Regions from separate parts of the Ovis aries genome. Here region 2 is linked to region 1. A link is a contact called in public Hi-C data. All regions are on one chromosome and are shown on one strand. The core of a region is the stretch at or near the end of the contact, and the rest is flanking DNA. Distances in the headings are between cores, read along the strand shown. Region 1 overlaps SSBP2 (single stranded DNA binding protein 2). Region 2 overlaps ATG10 (autophagy related 10).

What was found. Hi-C and Micro-C count contacts between places; a contact is called where the count stands out from the background.
Region 2: a Hi-C map of skin fibroblasts shows a contact between it and region 1, with 2.4 times the contacts expected there. The contact joins two enhancer-like sites. A contact is called at or near these places in 3 of 16 Hi-C or Micro-C datasets (hypothalamus, skin fibroblasts and tail adipose tissue).

Annotation. Positions count from the first base shown.
Region 1 is chr5:78,968,373-78,974,312 of ARS-UI_Ramb_v3.0, reverse strand. SSBP2 (single stranded DNA binding protein 2) reads left to right here. Exons shown (of 16, transcript XM_042250727.2): 16 at 2,591-5,940. The coding sequence ends at 2,620. Among named protein-coding and RNA genes, the nearest start is that of ACOT12, 40 kb to the right of the region's middle. Within about 2 kb of position 2,657, at least 5 of the 54 cell types and tissues checked have an H3K27ac peak or open chromatin away from gene starts, as enhancers often do.
Region 2 is chr5:79,670,785-79,676,724 of ARS-UI_Ramb_v3.0, reverse strand. It overlaps ATG10 (autophagy related 10), which reads right to left. Exons shown (of 7, transcript XM_060415984.1): 4 at 5,150-5,288. Among named protein-coding and RNA genes, the nearest start is that of TRNAC-GCA, 80 kb to the right of the region's middle. Within about 2 kb of position 3,619, at least 39 of the 54 cell types and tissues checked have an H3K27ac peak or open chromatin away from gene starts, as enhancers often do.

The DNA of each region.
Region 1 (5,940 bases), core at 1,408-3,907:
TTTTCAAATGAGTCAGTTCTTCACATCAGGTAGCCAAAGTATTGGAGTTTCAGCTTCAGCATCAGTCTTTCCAATGAATATTCAGGACTGATCTCCTTTAGGATGGACTGGTTGGATCTCCTTGCAGTCCAAGAGACTCTCAAGAGTCTTCTCCAACACCACAGTTCAAAAGCATCAGCTGATGTACTGGAGAAGGGAATGGCAAACCACTTCAGTATTTTTTGCCTTGAGAACCCCATGAACAGTATGAAAAGGCCCTGGTCCTCAGTTTTTTATAAAACATGTCAAGTATTTAAGACCTCGTATTTACATCTAATCTGGAAACCCCCTTCATCCAGAGAACATTCCATTTGTAGCAGATGCTTCTCCCATGACAGATGATCTAGAATGTGTTGTCCAAGACAGAGGCCACCAGCTGCATTTAAACAAGTTCAAGTTAAATCAAGTTAAAATTTTAGTTCCTAGCCACGTTTCACGTGCTCAAGTTGCCACATGTAGCTAGTGGCCTTCGTGCTGGACACCACAGGCTGTGGAACGTGGCCACCACTGAAGTAAGTTCTGTTGGGCAATGCTACTCTAGAACTCTTCCATCACAGTCTATTCCTCAAGAGTATGAGGGCACATGGAAGCCCTGTTTACAGGAGCCCAGACATTTAGCAACCTGCATGCTCATCGACAAAGGAATGGAGAAAAGATGTGGTGCCTGTACACAATGGAATATTACTCAGCCATCAAGAAGAATGAAATAATGCCATTTGCAGCAACGTGGAGGGACCTAGAGATTTTCATGCTGAATGAAATCAGGCAGAGAAGGAGAAATATCATATGGCATCTCTTATATGTCAAATCTAAAAAGAAATGATACAAATGAACTTACTTACAAAACAGAAAGAGCCTTGCAGACTTAGAGAACAAACATGGTTGCCGAGGGTGAAGCATGGAGGAAGGGATAGTTGGGGAGTTTAGGATGGACATGTGCACACTGCTGTATTTAGTTTTTTTTAATCTGTGTGTTTTATTGAAGTATAGTTGACAGACAATGTTTCAGGTGCACAGCAAGGTGATTCAGGTAAACATACACACGTATCATTTTTCAGATTGTTTTGCCTTATAAGTTATTACAAAATATCGACTACAGTTCTCTGTGCTATAGAGGAAACCTTTGTTGCTTGTTGCATATCTATTATTTTTCAATTAGAAATCTAGCATGTGTTCATACTAAGTCAAACAAATGGAATCCAAATGTCAAATTTTTTAGTTAGGTAAAAATTCATGTTTTCCAAAATATATATTATACATACTGTTTACATATATATACACACAAAAGCTTTTCTACTGTACTTGATAGACTTGAGAAAGAACATCAAACACAACGGTGATGGAGAAATTGAAAAACAAACTAAATGAAATTGGGAGCACTGAATATGAAATAGAAAAAGTGAAACAAACTAGATAAAAATAAAAGATCATATAGTCCAGGTGTTTTTAAACATGGCTGCTCATAAAAACACATCTGGAGTTGTGGAGAAGAAGTAATACCTGGGCCTTATTTAAAGTAGATAACCAGCAAGGACCTACATTATAGCGCATGAAACTCTACTCATCGTTATGCGGCAGCCGGAGAGGAGGGGAGTTTCAGGGAGAATGGATACACATGTGTGTATGTCTGAGTCCCCTCACTGTCCCCCTGAAACCATCACAACACTTAACCAGCTATACCCCCAATACAAAACAAAAAGCTTTAGAAAAGCTTTTTATGATGGTATATTGTCATCATTATCAGAATAACTGCTCTATTTATCATTTATAAGACTATGTTTCCAAATTTCTGAAAGCCTCGCCTCTACCAGTGGTCAGCCTCTAACAGACAAGTAGCACGTGGCGGCAGAGCCCCTACTCCCACCCAGAAATGCTTGTGGATTGAGATTGGAGTCAGAGTTTCAGGGAAGTTTATATGCTGAAGTATAAATCAGACTCGTTAAGTATTGATATTTTTCAGTGCTCTAGTGAGGATTTCTTATGGCCAGCTAGAAGTTCAATTATTAATCCAGCATTTACTGAGCACATTTCTGTGTTTCCAATAAATACATAGTTTTAAGGGGTTTATGTTCAAACCTCCCAAAACCCCTTTAAGATTAACACTATCATTAAGCAGAATTAACAGGTAAGGAAACAAGCACTGAGAGGCTAGTAGCCTCCCATCTTAACCAAGCTAGCAGAAAAACGAAGACTAGCCTGCCCCCCATACTTATTTCATATGATTCGACCTTGGGCTAGATTTTTGTCCTAGTTGTTCCAAGGGCCCATAAAACCTGAATCTGGCTAGAAGAAAAAAAGCTAAGGGACCAGGTACCTATCAGCCCCTTATGCTCAGAGAGAGGAACAGGACTGGTTGCTTTCCAGAGGAAATAGTTAACATTTCAGGACAGTCAATTCTATATAATTTACTCTTTTCCTGCTTTCTAAATTTTTATGGTGTATTAAAAGCTTGTTCATAAAAAGCATTAAAATTCACAGTTACTGTTGTTTACCAAGGGGGATGTCAGTGGCCTATAGAATTGTTGTTAAAATATGGATTCTTCTCTCCTAGTACTCCCCTAGCATGACAATGAGTGTGTGATCCATTACCAAGTCTCCTCATGGAAACCACAGTGAGTCAGCCCTTCACAGAACTACTACGGAAGAAAATTATTCATCACAGTGTACAGTTAAACAAAGGAATCTCAGTCACACCAAACCAACCTTTTTATTTCCTGCTCTCTCCCCTATTTTGTGAAGAAAGCGGGTCCAAACGTGATTCGAACAACTGTACGGAGCGGCGCATTAGAATTGCCCTCAACTGAACTGCAAATGATTATCTGTGTATGTATATGTGTGGGAAAGAGAATGTACTGTATGTGTGTATGTTACATGGACACACGCACATACATACATTGACCCACAGGACATTGTAAAATAACTATCACATGACATCTTACGTAGAAATGAGTAGGGACTTTTATTCCATCCTTTTTTTCACGTTTACATTTTAATTATTAAAAGTTGCTCCTGCCCCTCCCTGAACTATTTTGTGCTGTGTATATCACTGCTTTATATAAGTTATTTTTTAAGGTGAACTCAGATGTTATGGTTTTGTAAATGTCTGCAATCATGGATAGGAATAAAATCGCTTATTTGAGAGCTTTCATTAAATCGCGTGTGATGCAAGTTATCCTGTGAATGACAACGTGTACTAAGGAAAGAAGTGTGTCTTCATCTTTATGTCAAATCAAACAATTTCTCAGTAACCTTCAGTGAGTATTTTTGTACTTTTTATGTAGGGAAAAAACTTCAAATCAACAGAAGCTTAGCTGGGGCCTAACAGTATATTTCTGCAGTAACTGCTCTAGGTGGAATTCTTGATTTGGCTTAGATGATACAGAAAATCAGTAATTAGCCTCAGTTGCTTAGACCATAGCAATAAAGTGCCAGGGGTCATCATATTTTTAGCAACACATTTTCTCTTTAACACGATAAAGCCCAGACATAGTAACTATTTGCTTGAATTAGTCACTTGTCACCAGGAATGCTAGAGCTGTTTTTTAGTAAGATACTAATGTGAAATGGTGCCTCATTTTTATTCAGACTTCTTGTGAACATTTTCACACAGACACTGCAAAGAGATACATTCAAATGATTGAGGCTTTTAGCACAAAGGAGAAGGAAAATTTTAATCACACCCCAGGGGTTCTGGAGTGCCGCTTGTCTACCCAAGTATCTTACTAGTGGCAGAATTGACTGTGTCCCTACTCACTGGCAGCAAAGCAGGTGCTGTGTTCCCAGGATATAGGACTTTTATTAGAGGGAAATTATTGTAGTCACTGACATCAGTCATATTCTACTTCATATAACTGTTCAGAAAACATTAGAAAATTTTAAACAAAACACTTCCCTTATGAAAACATATCGCTCTGTGGCCCTTTTCAGATCTTTTGTGTTTCCTGTGTTCCATCATACATGTAAACACCAAAGTTATAATGGAAAAGTGTGGAGACCAACTTTAGACTCTGAAAGCTAAGATGCTGATCCTCCCTGTTAAAATTGTAAACAACTATATATCCAAACTCAAGAGATTTTGAAAAGCATTGTTTAATATCAGGTAAGGGGCATCCATCTTTCTTGAGGCAAATGGTCTCTAAAGTGACACTTAGGCATTATATTTACTCATCATTGATCCTAGATGACTTACTTCTCTCAAATCCACAAGGATTTATTCCTTCTGAAAAGAAAGATTTTTGCCTGTGCATGACAGGGATGCTAGGCAGAACTGTTAAAAGGGGAAAAGGAAGTTGAATTAAAATTTATGTTCCAGATTTAAACTAATCAAACTAGTTGCCATTAATCACACATTGTGCAGAGGCTAGGACTGCACACTGGAGAACAGCTTCAAGCTTTCAAGCTGCAGACAAGCTTTCATGAAAAATTCAGACCTCAAGGTCTTTAACTCAAGCCAGGGTAGCCTGAAGATGACACCTTGTACAGACACGTGAATTTTCCAAGGATAAACTTTATGATAGTTGTGTGAACACTGACCGTCTTGTGATAAGCTTAATCTTATAATGCTAGAATTTTGAAAATTTTGTTGACTCTCTTCTCCATTGTTACTGATCTTGAATTTCTTTTATTTGCCTTCTAAGAAGGTATTGTTTCTTATTATCAAAGAATCATGAGCATGATTTTACTTGCTCTCATTTTGGGGGTAATATTAGAATGTGGATGGCAATATGGGTCCCATTATTTCTAGCCTATTTGGTTTAAAAAAAAAAGTAAAAACCAAGGTATAGCAATCAATTCAGCTTAAGTATTTCTTTTTCTCTTGGACCCCAGATTAAAAATAGCTAGTCTTTTAAGTTCCTGACAGTTGAAAATTTGAAGACTCTGTATTCAAGGAAACCAGAAAATAAGGATACTTAATTCTAACATCAAATAATTTTCTCATCCACCAAATGGAAAACAGTATATCTGTATATTAATTTTGTTTGGGAGTTGAATCATTTAAACCTTGTCCTTTTCTCTTTTCACCTCATGCATTTGTGTTGGTCTTTATGTATACTACCCTTTCCTGAGTTACTTTTAACATTTCATCTCACAGTAACATTAGCAATTCTTGCCTACATTGAACATATAAAATATACATGTGTAATATAATAATAAATAGGTGAAAACATTCTTATCACTGTACTTTGCGTTCTGCCTAACTCACCATAGTTGAAAATATATGACAAGTTATCTCTAAGGTATGTATGTCTTTAATCAGCTGTCTTTCTTCTGGCAAAATTGCACATGGGAACAGAGTCTGGAGGTACCACTGATCTGGTAACAACCCACAGCTTTGATGGGTGAATGTTAGTGCTTCTTCCCAAGTGTTCCAGTTTGGACTCAGTTTCTGATGAACAGGAATTACATAGCTAAGAATGTGAGGTTGAGATTTCTCTATGGCCAGAAAATTAATAAATCTGCTCCGTGAGTCATGGAAAGTGCCTACAACAATCATCTCTCTCCAGGAATAAAATAGCAAAAACATCCATGTCTTTTTTTATGATTCTCTAAGCATTCTGAACTCTATTGCATTTCATAGGCTCATTCAGTTGACATTCTTCCTATGGTTTGAAAGAGCAAATGAAAATAAAGGAGTTCAGTTTGGAAAATGCAGAAGCCCTACATCTGTCCATACCTTTTTCCTATCATTTCATTCTGAGAATATATACCCAGGCATTTAGTACTGAGCCCTTGGCAAAAAGTTTTCCACAGTCCTTAATGCCATGAAGTCTTCATTGGCCTTTTTCTTCATGCCTCCCTCCCAATCTCGCATCCTCCAGTAGAAATAAAAAGTAAACATTTTTACCCACCCTTAGGGTTTTCTTCATACAGTATACAGTTTTCCTAGGGGAAAAAAAATTT
Region 2 (5,940 bases), core at 2,370-4,869, 700 kb before region 1:
ATGATTTAAATTTTTCTTTTAAAAAAATTGCAACAATAACACTAAAAAAGTCAAAATTCCTTTTCCCAAAATTTCATTCTTCATAATTTCTTCTCATCCTTCATTAATTCTTTCTGTTTTACTCAGTCATAGTTTCTGTTCTAGAAAATCCCTCCCTTGATCTCATTCACTTTTGCTCAATCTCTTTCACTTCTCACTTCATTTCTTTCTCATATCCTCCAAATCCATTCCATCATCTCTTCTATAATGTGACCTTAACATATCTTTCCAACCATCTTGCACAGTTTGAAGTAGAGATTTTCCTCAAACCAGCTTCTCACTATTCCCCAAACAGGCCATGCTTTCCAGCCCTACAGCTTGGCACTCATCCACCTCCCTTTCCCTAGTACTTTTCCCAGCCTCTTCAGAAAAGCCAGTCTGTACAGTTTCCTTGAAAATTGTTGATTAGAGCTATGGATATTTTATTTTTATTCTCCAGCTTCCTCCAACCCTCATCTTTCCTGTTTTCCTGTTATTTTCTTCTACACAGTCCAAAGACTCCCTCTCATACCACACCAGGGACAAACCTCTTCTTCCTCCTCGCTGATGATGTAAACACTGCTCTAATTCCAATCTTTTCATTATTCTTTTGATCTGGCCTTTATCTTGGTTTGGTTATGCTGCTTTTAAGAGTGAATTATTCTTTGACTATTTGAACATAGTTTAGGCATATAACAAGTGGATAAATTTTCTATATGAAATATCTGGGTTACATTTTTAATTCTCTACTCTTACTCTCTAGACCAATAATAAAACAGATCCTGAGAAAGAACAGACATTCAGTTGCTGAATGGAAGAAATGTTTCCTTCCCTATTCAAAAGCTGCCCTTCTAACTAATTAAAGAAATATGTCAGAATGGTTCCCAAGAAGAACTCATACGTCAGCACCAAAGAAATAAATATTCTGAAAATGAGAAGAACCACTTGGTCTACTTCTCAACAGAGATTGAGAACAAAGGAAAAGAAGAGAGACAGGGAAGAAATTAATCAGAATTCAAGCTGAAATAAATATAGAAATCTGTAGTTGTAATGAAAGGGAAAACCAGGTAAGCTTAGGAGTCTGGTGAAGCCCAAAGCTATTATGTATATGCGCAAGATTTACAACACATTTCTAACACTTGCTATCAACTTCTGACCAAAGCCAAGCCCCCACAAAGGGAAAACTGGGACATAAAAAGGTGTTGGAATGATGAACAGTACTTAGAAGCCTTTTGCACAATACAAATAATTCTTTAACACAGTGTGCTTTAAAAATAGTTGGAGGAAAAAAACAGCCACTTGAAGATATCAGTGCTTTGTGAGAATGGACTTCATAGTCAATAAAGCACCATTTTAGGGTAGGCTATTTATTAGTATCAATGCCTGAGAGAAGTGCAATGACCTCTCACCCACTGCTGAGGAGCAAATGGTATTAAGCGTGCCCCACCACCTCTCCCAAACCTAAAATGGCAAGAGTGGATAGGGAAAAAAGAGCACTGGGAAGGACATTTTCTCTCTTAAATTAATCAAACCCTCAGCAACTGAGCTCCTATAAGCCCAAGTAGTAGAAACGAGAGGTGCCCAGAAACAGAATTTTGCACCACCTTGGCTGTATGCCTTCAGGGATCCAACGCAAATATGTGTTTACAGAAGCAGAACAGCTCCCCAGCTAGCGGAAATGCTCAGCTTTGAGTCCTCAGGACTTTCCACTTTCCTTAGCCAACCATTCCTACAGTCTCTAGGAAGCAACAAACTAAAGAGTAAAGATATAGAGATGGCTTGGGTTCTGAGTTTCCTGGAGACAAAAGAATTACTCCCTTCCATATAACTCATTTGGAGAAGGCAATGGCACCCCACTCCAGCACTCTTGTCTGGAAAATCCCATGGATGGAGGAGCCTGGTGGGCCGCAGTCCATGGGGTTGCTAAGAGTCGGACACGACTGAGCGACTTCACTTTCATTTTTCACTTTCATGCATTGGAGAAAGAAATGGCAACCCACTCCAGTGTTCTTACCTGGAGAATCCCAGGGATGGGGGAGCCTGGTGGGCTGCCGTCTATGGGGTCGCACAGAGTTGGACACGACTGAAGTGACTTAGCAGCAGTAGCAGCATATAACTCATCAGAAAAGTTCAAATAAGAAACCATCATAAGGTTTCGAGGTTTCCATCTTTGAACTGTATGCAGAAATGGTTAGAAATTCCTCCTCTAGGTTCATTCAATAGTTGCTGACATTGTGCCACAGTTAATACTATGGGCATTAAAATGAGTAAGACAAAGAATATATATGTAATATAAGTATTACACACCCACACACATCTATGAGTAAAGCTTATCACTCTGTAGGCTGAAGTACTCACTATTAATTGCCTTTCTCTCTCTTTTTACCTTAACCTCCTCCCTTCTAGATTATCATTTTATAGGGAACAAGTAAACAAATAATTTTCTGATATCATGCAACATGTGATATATGATATAATGTGATATAATATGACACAGGGGTGATAACAACAAATGGCATGTTAGCTGAGTCTTGGGCAATAGTTGGCCTGGCAGACACTGGACATATCAAGGAGTAAGAGGTGATCACAGTCCAATGTAGTTGTACTTTAAGAAACAGAATAAAGATTTCCTCTTACATCTAAGCTAGTTGATAAAAGAAAAGGTAATATCAATTTAAATAGGAATTACTTACTACTTGCTTTACCTAAAAAAAAAAGGTACTAGAATAAAATTCAGAGCAAAGCAGAGAAACTAATTTTTACTAAGACTCAAATGCAAAAAAAAAAAAAAAAAAAAAATTCTAAATACCTGTCAAAAACAAGGCTGAGTGAACTATTTTTGAAGCAACAATAACAAAAAAAGACCCCTGAGCAAGAAATTTTATAGCCATCCTGTTTCTAGGTCGGAATTCTCTTAGAATGAGACAAAGAAAAATCTGGACCTGGAATAAGAAGAAGATGTTAGGAATTCAATTCACCACACTAACAGAGATTTGTTTAACAGATGAAAGGCCAGAGTAACCACATAACATATGAACAGGGAATGGACTGAGGGGAAAAAAGGAAAAATTATGACTCCAGAGTAAAGGATAATACATTTTCAGAACACCTGTTAGGTTAAGTTAGGTAGAGAAAGGAAAAGAAATTATCAGACTCTGATAAAGGAAAGAACCATTCTTCATGTTTCTCCACAAGAAAACACTCAGTATGCTTTGCAAATATTAAATCTGATATTCTAATGCACCTGAAAAATCACTAAGTGAATTCCAGAATTTAAAAATTCCTAACGCTAATTCTATACAACACAGAATGGGGAGGGTGAAGAATAAGAAATGCTTCGACACAAAGTAAATGACTTGTTTGTGTTTCCTTTATAAAAGCATAAACAAAGAGCATCTTAAAATATATAAATAGAATCAAAAAAGGCTAGTTATTTTGTGTGTTTTTTTTAAGAAACAGAAAACCACCATGAAGAAAAGAGCGTAGAAAGTATACAAATTTCATTAAAATATAATTGAACTTGCAGGAACAATTACTGTGCTGTACTGTAAGGGGAGCTGTTGGCACATAAGAGCAAAGCACACGTATGAGCTCATCCACCAGCCTCAGCAAGACCCACTTCCAGCTAGAAGCAGTCATGTTTCAACACCTCCGATTCCCTAACGCTGACAAGCTAAACAACTTGTTTTGTCTCTGGGAGCTCTTCTCTGGTGATTAACTGCTTATGGTGAATACTAATTACATGAAAGTACAGTATTGAAGAAATGGTATCCTGTTTCCTTTACCTGCAGCCTCGACATGAATCCAGAAGCTACTGGGTAGAGTCCTTGCAAACCAAAACCGAGAAGGACATTTTTCTCCCCTCCAGTAAATAAATGTAACCCCTTCTATTTTTCAGTATAACACAGCTCACTGACAAGAAGCTTCCTTTAACCTCTGGGCTCCAAACCAAGTAGAATCACAATAAAGTGAGTATTTTAAAGGCCTATAATAATCATATGGATTAATCTGCAGCAAGAGTTTGTGAATTAGTAAACTCAGTGTCCTTAATTCCCCATGTCCCATGTTGAAAATTTACCCCAAATTGTCAGTTCTTAGGAGCTGCACCTCAGATTAAAATCTTCTCACCAGGGAGTCTATGAGAATTTGTTCTTGTGTTTTAAATCCTAAGTGCTTGTTAAACCGCCAACACTGCAAAATTAGAGACCATTAAACAATATAAGGCAGCAAGTGATTAAATCTACCAAATACACATTCAAAGCAGCTTAAGCTACTTTTTAATTAAAAATAAAATATCACTGGCTAAATTCAGATGTCTTAGCTATCCAGAAAAGGTTAGAAGGCTGTCCAAAATGCAAAATGCTGCTGATAAGTCCAGAGAGAAAAAGAGAAATGGGGTAGGGGTGGGCTGGGGAGGTGGTTCCTCTTGACTTCTGAGCCCAGGGTGGAGAGGCCTCAAAACGCTGACCTGGTTTAGTCAGAGGACGTGAAGCGGGGAGCCCTGGCTGTGCTGCAGGGTGAGGACTTCATGTGGCCGCTGATTAAATAAGCTTTATTAGCCAAGACCTCAGAGGAGACAGGGTGTTCCACCTTCTTGGCAAGGGGGATGAGTTGAGTAACACTGCAGGAAGCTGAGGCACTGGAGATGTATAGATGGCCGAAGGAAATGTTAGTGCTATTTTTAAACATAGCTTAAATGGACTGATAAACAGTTCCTAAAATAATAATTAGTGTTGGGGAAGGAGGCATGGGGACTTTTGAGTTAATGGGATCATTTGAGATTGAAAGAAATTTTCACTGTAAAGTTAGAAGTAAATAAACATTGTAGCTTTAAGTTGTTCCTACTTGTTTAAAGTAAAGAAAAGAAAAAGGGCCAGGGGGCTTAGTCAACGCTGGGCAGGAGGCCAAGAATCTGCAGATCAGACTTAGGGCTGAGATGATATCATTCACTCTAAAGTCTTGATATTCTTTCTAAAGCATGAGAAAATTTACTGGTAAAACCTTACCTCACCCACAGTTTTCTTATTTTTAACTCTTTTCTTTTTTTCTCTCAAGAATAATTTTCCAAATCTGCTTTCTGCCTTATATGTAAATGTTATGAATTTACATTTAGCTTCCAACATGGTCTTACCTAAAAAGCTTGCCCTAAAGTAAAGCACAGGCACTTGGTAGCTGCAGGAATATAAGACATGATACTCATATTTAATCACTTCAGCTGCCGTGGTGGTCTCGGTTACCTCAAAATCATCCAGGGGGGGATCTACAGCCTCCTGAAAAAAAGCAAATACAATAACAGAATGTGGCTGTCAATAAAAAGAAGCACATTAACACACACAAAGAGAAAGCCGAGGTTTTCTTCATGCAAAATAACAGTTAAATAAATATAGGACTATGAGGTAAGGAAAAGGGAGTTTCCCACATTAATGTTTAACATTTGAGTCCTGGGTAAATAGTAAAACCAGAAAACATTAGCATTAAGTAATTCCAGATTGTTTTCGAGAGACAAAGCAGCTCTGAGTAAAGAAACAGGAAGAGGGGAAAAAAGTGAAAAGATCTATTGCAACAGCAACTCTGAAAAATCTTTACTGTACAATTTTAGCAACAAGATGATAGCTATACAAGCTACCTTCTTCCCTACCTGTGAAAGCTAAAAACATCCTAACAATTGAGCAAGAGACTGTGAAATGTCCCTAAAGATTCTATTGTACTTGCCAAAAGATGATTCATTGTGTGCTGAACAATTCCCAGTTCCATTTTGAATAAAAAAGTTATTTTGCAAGAGGTTGAGTTTGTTAGGTACATTTCAAAACCTGAGATGAATCTGTTTTCTTTATTATTGTGCCATCTTTGGTACATTTCTACAAAAAATCTTGATTTATAATAGAGTAGATGGCAAATATCAATGTCAACATAAACAGGGTT